Linked DNA regions of Mus musculus: region 1 is linked to region 2. A link is a contact called in public promoter capture Hi-C data. All regions are on one chromosome and are shown on one strand. Each heading gives the region's core, a stretch centred on a gene start, on an enhancer-like site or on the middle of the called end of the contact. The rest is flanking DNA. Distances are from core to core; before and after follow the strand shown.

Region 1 (4,410 bases), core at 957-3,456, 150 kb after region 2:
AAATGATTAGAACTAAGTAAGCAAATACTATGCTCACATGGGCGCTAACTTGACTTGTGCTTCTGGTTTATGAGAACTTCTGAGGCTTTGCTTTCAGACCATTCATCTTCACAGGAGTTCTCTGAAATGGCTTCTGGGCTTCTTCTGGTCCTATCATCTATCTTTGCTTGGAAAGACAAACACACAATGTGTTTTTAACTAGACTTTAGGAAAATGTAGGCTTTATTGGAGAAGAAATCTTCACTTAGGTATTTAACAGGGTTGATAAATTCTCTAGAAAAAGTCTGTGTTACTTAGAAATAAATGTCCTCATTCTGTTTGGTTTTGTTTGTTGGTTTTTGAGACAGGGTTTCTCTGTATAGCCTTGGCTGCCCTGGACCTCACTCTTCTTAAACTTAGCTCTAGTGACATTTTCCTACAGAAATGTTTCAATGTTTCAATTTCTTAAGAATGTTGATCTTTGAACTTCTCAGTCACCTAAAAATAATTTCTAACAGACAACTCTTTTTAAGGCTGAGGAAAAGATTAGTAATTAGTATCCTTAAGAAGTATATGGCCTCTTATTAATGCAACAGTTCTAGAAGGTGCCACAGTACATAATAACACACATACACACACACACACACAGAGAGAGAGAGAGAGAGAGAGAGAGAGAGAGAGGAGGGAGGGAGAGACAGAGAGACAGAGAGTGACAGAGACAGACAGAGAGAGAGAAGAGAGAGAGAGAGATCCTCTATATAGAAGTAATTTACTGCTATATACTTACAAGTGCTAAGAAGACATATGTGGCCTCGTTTATACACAACTGTAGCCTTCAGAACTATTTTCATTTCATTTAGTTTACACTACTTTATTTTGAAAAAAGCAGAGTATTATATATAGCTTTTTAAAAAATGGCTTTCAAGCCATAATGAGAATGAAAAGTATTTTAAGTGCAGACATTAAACTTTTTATGTGATACGGGGGAATACACACTACAAATTAAGAAATCTATTTCTAGACTCAGTTTCGCCTGTAACCAACTACACAGCTTCTTGCAAGTTAATTATTATTCTTAAGCTGTGAAGAAAGTAATTTATATTCAATGATGCTAATCTTAGCTTTCTAAGAATCTACCACAATTCAAGTATTCTCAAATGCTGTCATTACGGTCCAATTAAATTCCTCTCATGTTCACATATGGAGTTAGACCTTCAGTTTTTGTCTCAATTTGACCTTAAGAAGAGGCCAAGTAAGTTGCATACTCAAGATAGACTTCAGAAGAAGAACTGGGGGAAGATTCTTTTCTAAGATGGGATGGTGTTGGGCAGGCAGGGAAGTACCAAGCACCTAGGTATGCAGGAGAGCTGGTTATTCTCCAGTTCAGAGCACTGACCAAGATTTATGTATGCTTCTAGGGTGCAGAGGTTGCAACAAGGCTAGCAGGAGGCTCTAGCAGAGCCTGTCAGATAATCACATCCTCCACCTTTTCAAATTCCTATTCTCCCAGTCGACACCAAACCAGACTCCAGTTCCGGGTTTCCAACCAATCACATTAAGCCACAACAGAGGGCTTTGCCAGCCGGTTTCAAGGATCCAGAGAGAGATTCACACGACCCCAACACCTGTCGGCTTCTAACGCCCCTCCATGTGGGAGAAAACATTAGGTGTACCCTAGGTCCCTTAGGATTCTGGTGCCCCAAGCAGGTCCTCAACGTCCACAAAACTGAAACGAACTCCAGGGGCCTCAGCGGTGACCTCCCTCCCACGGATCACTCACTCCCCCCAAGGCGAATTCTCCTATTTGCAGGTTCCAAGCCCTGACTGTGCTTTCGCAGGCCTTGTGGACCGCAGGCTTAAGGAGCCAAAAGAACGGCCAAAGTGAAGGTAGTGCCCGGGGGTGCACGCCTCGCCAGCGGAGGAGAGTCGAGGCAAGCAGGGGGCTGCACCGTTCCCCCTCGCGGAGGGCGGGAGGCGTTCAGGGACACAGTCGGAGGGTTTGTCACCCCGACATACACTCACCAGGAGCAGCAAGGAGCATCTGAGGTCTGCTAAAGACAGGAAGACCGCAGGATTCATGGTAACGACGGGGTCGACGGCGGGGTCAGGAGGTGGCGGCTGGGACTGGACCGGGCTAGAAAAGGGCTGGGCTCCGGGGCCGGCGGCAGCGGCACCTCGTCCTCTCGACCCGGAGCTCCAGCGGCGAACACCCGGGACAACTTCCAGAGAGGCCTCTCACGCCCTCACTTCCGGGTCCTGCCCATCTCGAAGCACGTCGGGAAATGTAGTCCATACTGTAGTTTCATTGACCATGTCATCGGAGAGCTGGGACTCTCTTTCCCAGTAAGCCCTGTGCCCACGACGGCCAAGCCATCTGTGCGCGGGGCTCTTCGGGATTGGAAGGGACCGCGTACCTCTGTGCCTCCGGGACGGGAACTACAATTCCCAGAGGGCTGTGCAGCCTGGAGCCCCAGGCTACTTCTTCAGAGCTCCCGGGCTCTAGTGTCCTGGGGTCTGTTCCTGTGGGCGCAGTGGCCTGGCTTGGCGGTAGGGGCGGCCCCGTGAGGGTTGTGCCTCCTGGGGCGGCCCCGGGACGCCATTCTTGGAGTCAGGGGTGAGTAGGAAGCGGTCCAGCATCGGCGGCTCGGGTAGGATGGAGAGCACCGCCCCGGGCTGCTGCTGCGTTTTCTTGGCCCGCCTGATCTGAGGTGTGGCCTGAGCCTCCATCCCTGGCCTCCAAGCTGCTGCCTCTTCTTTCTGTGCTACTTCCTCCGTTATATAAGGAGAATCACCACTGGGGCTTCGGTCAATCACTTACCCAGGGTTGTTTCAGAGGGTCCGTGAAACGAAGAGAACAGGGATGGGAAAGCATGCTGTAAACTGTAAAGCGCAGTGCCCAAGTGGCCGTGACCACTTCTTACAGTACAATTACGAAGTAACCAAGTAATAAAGGATTTTAACTTGGTGTATGGTAGCTTTCCAGAATCTTCTGTGAACATCCAGCTAGATCCACGTGCCTGGAAAGTTAGCCACATCATCACTACTTAGGAGGCATTCTTCATTTGTGATTCTCCCTACTCCAGTTCTTTGCTTCAGCCTTCCTGCTGCCTGAAGTGGCCTTACCCTTTTTCTTTCTGGCTTGCCATCTCAAGTGTCACCACTTCTGACATTTGATTCCCCTGACATCTGTCACAGTCACCAAATCTTTCTTCCTAAGCAGAATTTCTTTTTTCTGTGTGTGAGCTCAGCACCACTACGTTTGCATAGCAGTAATTAGAGTGTTTATTGCACAGGCTTATTTTATAATTATTTAATGATGATGATACATTTTAAAGCACTAACAAAGTGGCTTTGATTTCTTTCTATAAAAAATTATTTATTGGGGTGGGGACAACAAGGAAATGAGCATCTCTGCTAAAGGAGAAGAAGGAGGAGGAGGAAGAGGAGGAGGAGGAGAAAGAAGAAGAAGAAGAAGAAGAAGAAGAAGAAGAAGAAGAAGAAGAAGAAGAAGAAAATGATGAAGAACTAGCAACAGCACCTAGAGGAATGGCTTTCCCAGGGAGACAAAATTAAAGTGTAGTGGAGCCAATACTTAAACCCACTATTTCCTAAGGCAGTGGCCTTATCAATGTAACATTCATCATGTTCTCTGACCAAACCCAAGTTTCATTAAAATAAGAAATTGATAAACAGTAGGATTGGTTATGGTGGTATATGCTTGTCCTCCCAGCACTTGAGAGGTTGAGATGGAAGGATCAGGAGTTTAAGGCCAGTGTGGGCTACATAATAAATTCCCAGGCAACCTAGTCTTTGAATTTCAAGACCCTATCTTTCAAAAAATAAAGGGAGAGAAAAGAAAGAAAAGAAAGGAAGGAAGAAAAGAACAGAACTCATTATTCCCTGAAGCTAAACTTTGGTCTGATTTACCCTTTGGACTTGAGACTCACCCATGACATTTCATAGCTTTCACTTAGCACCAGCTGAATACCTATTACTGTGCTGACTGCTAGAATTGTGGTTAAGCAATATAATTATTAAAGAAATAGAAATAACTATTTTAACATTTTTCAAAGTAGCAAGTAAGGTTTTTTTGTGGTCTAGCAGGCCTAAAACTCTGTTCACGTTGGATCCACAATGATGTTTTAGAATTCAGAACAGTACCTAGAATAGTTGGCACTCTACTTGTTAAATAAACAGTTAACCGTTTTAATTTTTCATATTTACTAAGATCTAAAGACACTCTGTGATCATTAACACAACTGAGCCAGGAACTCAAATGTAGTCTACTTTCACTTCACTCATTGTTTTGTAGTCTCTCAAGTGATTTTGCTACAATCCTACATGACACTCTTCGTTCTACCATGTCAGACATGCTCAGACAAAACAGAAGTGGCTCCCAACACTTCTGGTTTTTTGTTTTTTTTTTTTTTT
Region 2 (4,466 bases), core at 782-3,281:
ACTTTTACCATGAAGGGGTGATGAATTTTGTCAATGGCCTTTTCTGCATCTAATGAGGTAATCCTGCGTTTTTTGTCTTTGAGATTGTTGATACTTGACACTCCTTTTAAGCCTCTCCTCCCCAAACCCAACCTTTCTGGGGCTACTCCACTCTTTTTATAGCTCCTCTACCTTCTCATAGATACAATCACACATTTTTCTCAGTGTTCACTTTCCTGCTACATTTCTAACCTTGTGATTATCATTTAGAAGAGCCATCTCTTTAACCACCTTGAAGTTGTTTGAATTCATATCTACAGGCTCTCCATGAAAGCAATCATGTTACCAGGTAATAATTTCTTTTTTGTTTTTGTTTTTTCCAAGATGTATTCTCCTTACTGTTTTGTTTTCTTTGGATCTACTGGGTTAAGTTAAGATATCAAGAAAACTTTGTCTCGTGGCAGCAGATCTTATTATCCTAATAACTTTATGGCTTAAGGCAAGAGCACAGAGAATGGTCACACCCCTTATGTCTAAATATTGAAAGATTCAATTAAGTATTGTAGATTGTAAGTGAGGCTAGCCAAACTGTTAGATTAAATATCATTATCTCTCTACATGACACACCTAAGTTACAGCAAACATCATACAACCACCTGGAAGGCCAAAGTCAATTCCAGAGTGCCACAGCTCCCTGTTGTACTTTTTCAAAACTTAACACTAGTTATCTTTACTTCAAAAGGTCTTGTTTAATGGATTCGGTGTGTGTGTGTGTGTGTGTGTGTGTGAGAGAGAGAGAGAGAGAGAGAGAGAGAGAGAGAGAACACACATCATCTCTCAGTGAGCCTGGAGGTTACCAATTCAACAAGACCAGCTGGGCAGCAAGCTCATGGATCCTTTTGTCTATTTAGATAGTATTAGGATCATAAACATATACCACAGAGCTTGGTTTTGTATGTGGGTGCTGGGTGTCCAAACTCAGGTCTTCATTGTGAAGCAGGCACTTTACCAATTAAATGATTCCCTATTGCTTGTTTAACTGACTTTGGCATTTTACCATCCATCCTATGGCATTACCTAATACCTTTATTTTTCTCCTTGGGATGAAAATTTGATAGATATGCCTCAATCTATGAACTAAGGGTACCATAAACACTAACATCCAGTATACCCCAAAGAAAATTCAAATAGCTTAATTAATAATGAGCTTTATTTTAAAAATTGCCTTTCAAGACTTTCTTAAGCCCCTAATCTGTGGGCTAAAATTCCCCCTCTACTTCCTTTCTACCTGCAGATCCTAAGAACTGAGTTTCCTTACAGCTAACAGGAAATGTTCTTAAGACTGTTGAAAACTTCATCATCAGAAGATCCATTTCAAGCAAAGACCTGAATAGTCATATATATATTTTAGTTGGCTAGGTCTTGAGGTCAGAACATTCAGAGAGGAGAATCAATGACCTGCACACACTTCAAAGCTTGTTCTAGCAGCAGCTGGTCCAACTGGAACTACTTGAGAAGAAATTAGGAAAACCAGCTGTGAGTACAGCGCTGTCACAAACGGGCTGAACTGGAGTGAGTCACTTCCTATCTGTGCTGAGCCTCAAAGTGACCAGGTATCATTTTAATAAGGACAGACGCCCAAAGCACTGCAGCAGGCTCTGGACAAAAAAGTTTATGCCTTCTTTCATTTGTGCCTGTGGCTATTCAGATACTCCTAGCCAGTCACTCAGGGGCTCTGGGAGGCGGGGCGGGGCGGGGCGGGGAAGGATGGCACTGGGTTCCGAGCTTCAGTTTTTACACACCTAAAGAGCTAGGGGCACAAGGCCGTCCTCGCCAACAAAATTCAAGGAACACAATGTGCAGGAAAACTGTAACATGTAGAAGGTTATCCAAGTGTAAATTGTCTTAGATACAGTACACAAGACGACCCATAAAACACTTGGAATTGTTCATCCAGTGGTTGGCACACTATATTACCTCCACGCCCACTGGCCGGGTAGGGGGCGGGGCCACATATCCCGCCCCTGGAGACGCCCCGCCCCTCTCGCGTCTGCGCAGTGTGTATCGACGGCCTCGAGCGCCTAGGCGGGAGGTAAGGGGCTGCCGGGCTGCCGCCACGGGGTCGCTGGGCTGCGATGTGTCACCGCGGGCCGGGCTGTGGACGCAAGGGAGAGGCGCCGGTCACCAAGCCCGGCCTCGGGTCAGTGTGAGCGCCGGGGCCGCGACCAGAAGTGGCCAAGCCTCTCTGTTTTCAGTTTTGGAGTAGCTGTCCCTGCGGGAGCGGGGAGGCCGAGGCCCCACTGCGCTATGCCCTCCCGGGTCGCTGTGAAGAGCTGCTTCGGGCCCTGGGTCGCCGGGCCAGCCGCGCCGCTGGGGTCGTTGGTGTGGCCTGGGTGCGTCCTGGTGACTCCGTGAGGGACGACGCGACACCGGTGCCCAAGCAGGACGCGGAGAGGCCGCAGCTGCGGGGACCGAGCCAGCACTTACTCTCCTTGTACCACCCACATGCCCAAGGGGACGCATTTCCTTGGGAGATAGTGTTATCAGCAGTTTGGGACCTTTTTCCTGGAAAGGGGCTCTTTCGCTTTTAAATAACTCTTGAGTAATTTACTTCACCTTTGGGTACTTTTTCTTCTTGTGGAACCCTAGTATCATGGTACCCATATCATCTTAGTTGCAAGTACCAAGAGATTAAGTTTATAAAAAGCACTTGACACCTCTCACTGCAAATGTGTGTGCTTGGAAAATGACTGCAGGCCTGTCTTCTACACGTTCTTTCATCCATGAAACAGCAATTATTATACATGCACAAACACCAGACAAAAAAATTTGGAGTCATTTGCAATTATTGAAAAGTTGCAGAAGTTGCTGGAGGCCTTGGTGGCCCATGCCTTTAATCCCAGCATTAGGAGGCAGAGGCAGGAGGATCTCTTGACTTCAAGGCTAGCTTAGTCTACAGACTGAATTCCAGGACAGCCCTACACAGAGAAACCCTGTCTTAGAAAAACAAAAAAGAGAGAAAGAAAACTCGTACACATAGTACAGAACACTACAGCGCCCTTGTGTTAGTATTTTACATACCATCCTTAATACAGTCACAGAGAGCAAGAGATTACTATCTGGTTAACTGGGTCTCTTGGGATTCCATTCTTTTTATTAGAGTCCCTTCTGTATTCTACAATGGTATCTAGTAAGCAGCCTTACTCTTGATGGGCCTGGCGACATTACCTTTTCCAATCTGTAGCAGTATCATGACTTTGTGTGCTTTGAAGAGTCAGGAATGTTGGTAATGCCTTTCAAGTAGGAGTTTGTCTATAGTTAGTTGGGACTAGATTGTGTTGCATTTCTGTTAAGAATACCACAAGGTATAAGTACCCTTTTCAGTTTATGCCTCCATGGACCTTCCAGATGGGACCTACTGCTTGTGTGTTGACACAATCAGATGACTTAGTTAAATTTGGTATCTGGGAGATTCTCTATAGCAATTAGTAGTCCAGTTATTCCCCAAGTACTATTTATTACTTTGATACTGTAACAGCCCTCAATTTCCCTCCTTTATTGACTTCTGCTCTAAGGAGGCACTTTCCATCTGGTTTCTTTATCTGTATTCACTATTTTGTGTCAACATAAACTCCTATGATTGCTGGGTACTGATGACCCACGCCTTTAATCCCAGCACTCAGAAGGCAGAGGCAGGTGGTTCTCTGAGTTCAAGGCCAGCCTGGTCTACAGAGTGAGTTCCAGGACAGCCAAGGCTACACAGAGAAAGCCTGTCTTGGAAAAATAAAAAAAAAAAACAAAATCTCATATGATTATTTTGCTGTTATTATGTACTTAATATATCAAATTGTTCTCACTTTGGCCATTAGAAGGTTTTGTGTTGTCCTTATTATTTTCTGTACCTCTGTGACTTCTGCACCAGTTCTGGAATCAACCGCGTCTCTAAGGACTCCTGGTCTCCTTCGCTCACCTGCAGCTTGCTGCCCTCTCTCTGTCTTTCAGAATGGTATTAGACACTAACACCTGTGGTCTAGGGGTGCTCACTGCTACTAGGGTGCCATTACACTCAGAGCCTCACCAAAGACAGCAGTACATGCATATATACATCCATGTATGCAAGATGAACGTTTATCTCTGTATTTATAGATTGTGAAGAAATCAAAGTGCAGACTGGTACCTCTGTCTTTTTACACGACCAGGATCATCCTAGTATTGGCTCCTGCTTGTTCTCTAACAGTGAGAACTGACTCATTTCCTGGGAAACCTTTCCCTATCTGTTCAGTCCTGGTATATGCAGAAATTCATTCCAGGATGTCTGAAATATACAACCCAGAGAAACACACAGCACAGCTGTTCTCACCTTCAACCTTACAGTGATCAGCAAAACTACCATGTCCTCTTCTCTACTTGCTTTCTTGCCCATGGTAATGCAGTCTTGTTTCTCCTATATCTTGGTATTTTTAAAGTTGCATGAAGTAGCATTTACT

What was found. Capture Hi-C pulls out chosen DNA fragments and counts their contacts.
Region 1: a promoter capture Hi-C map of liver shows a contact between it and region 2. The contact joins the promoter of Erp44 here to the promoter of Stx17 in region 2. A contact is called at or near these places in 2 of 39 promoter capture datasets (erythroid cells and macrophages), 17 of 484 Hi-C or Micro-C datasets (CD4 T cells, CD8 T cells, the G1E-ER4 cell line and 10 more), 6 of 115 datasets of contacts at active chromatin or transcription factors (the SCID.adh cell line, bone marrow-derived macrophages, effector CD8 T cells and 2 more) and 3 of 9 other capture datasets (adipose tissue, liver and pancreatic islet).

What each region holds. Positions count from the first base shown.
Region 1 is chr4:48,277,383-48,281,792 of GRCm38.p6, forward strand. Erp44 (endoplasmic reticulum protein 44) reads right to left here and starts at 2,207. Exons shown (of 12, transcript NM_029572.3): 1 at 2,002-2,207. The coding sequence starts at 2,058. It overlaps Invs (inversin), which reads left to right and starts at 2,378. Exons shown (of 17, transcript NM_010569.4): 1 at 2,378-2,593.
Region 2 is chr4:48,122,888-48,127,353 of GRCm38.p6, forward strand. Stx17 (syntaxin 17) reads left to right here and starts at 2,032. Exons shown (of 8, transcript NM_026343.2): 1 at 2,032-2,071.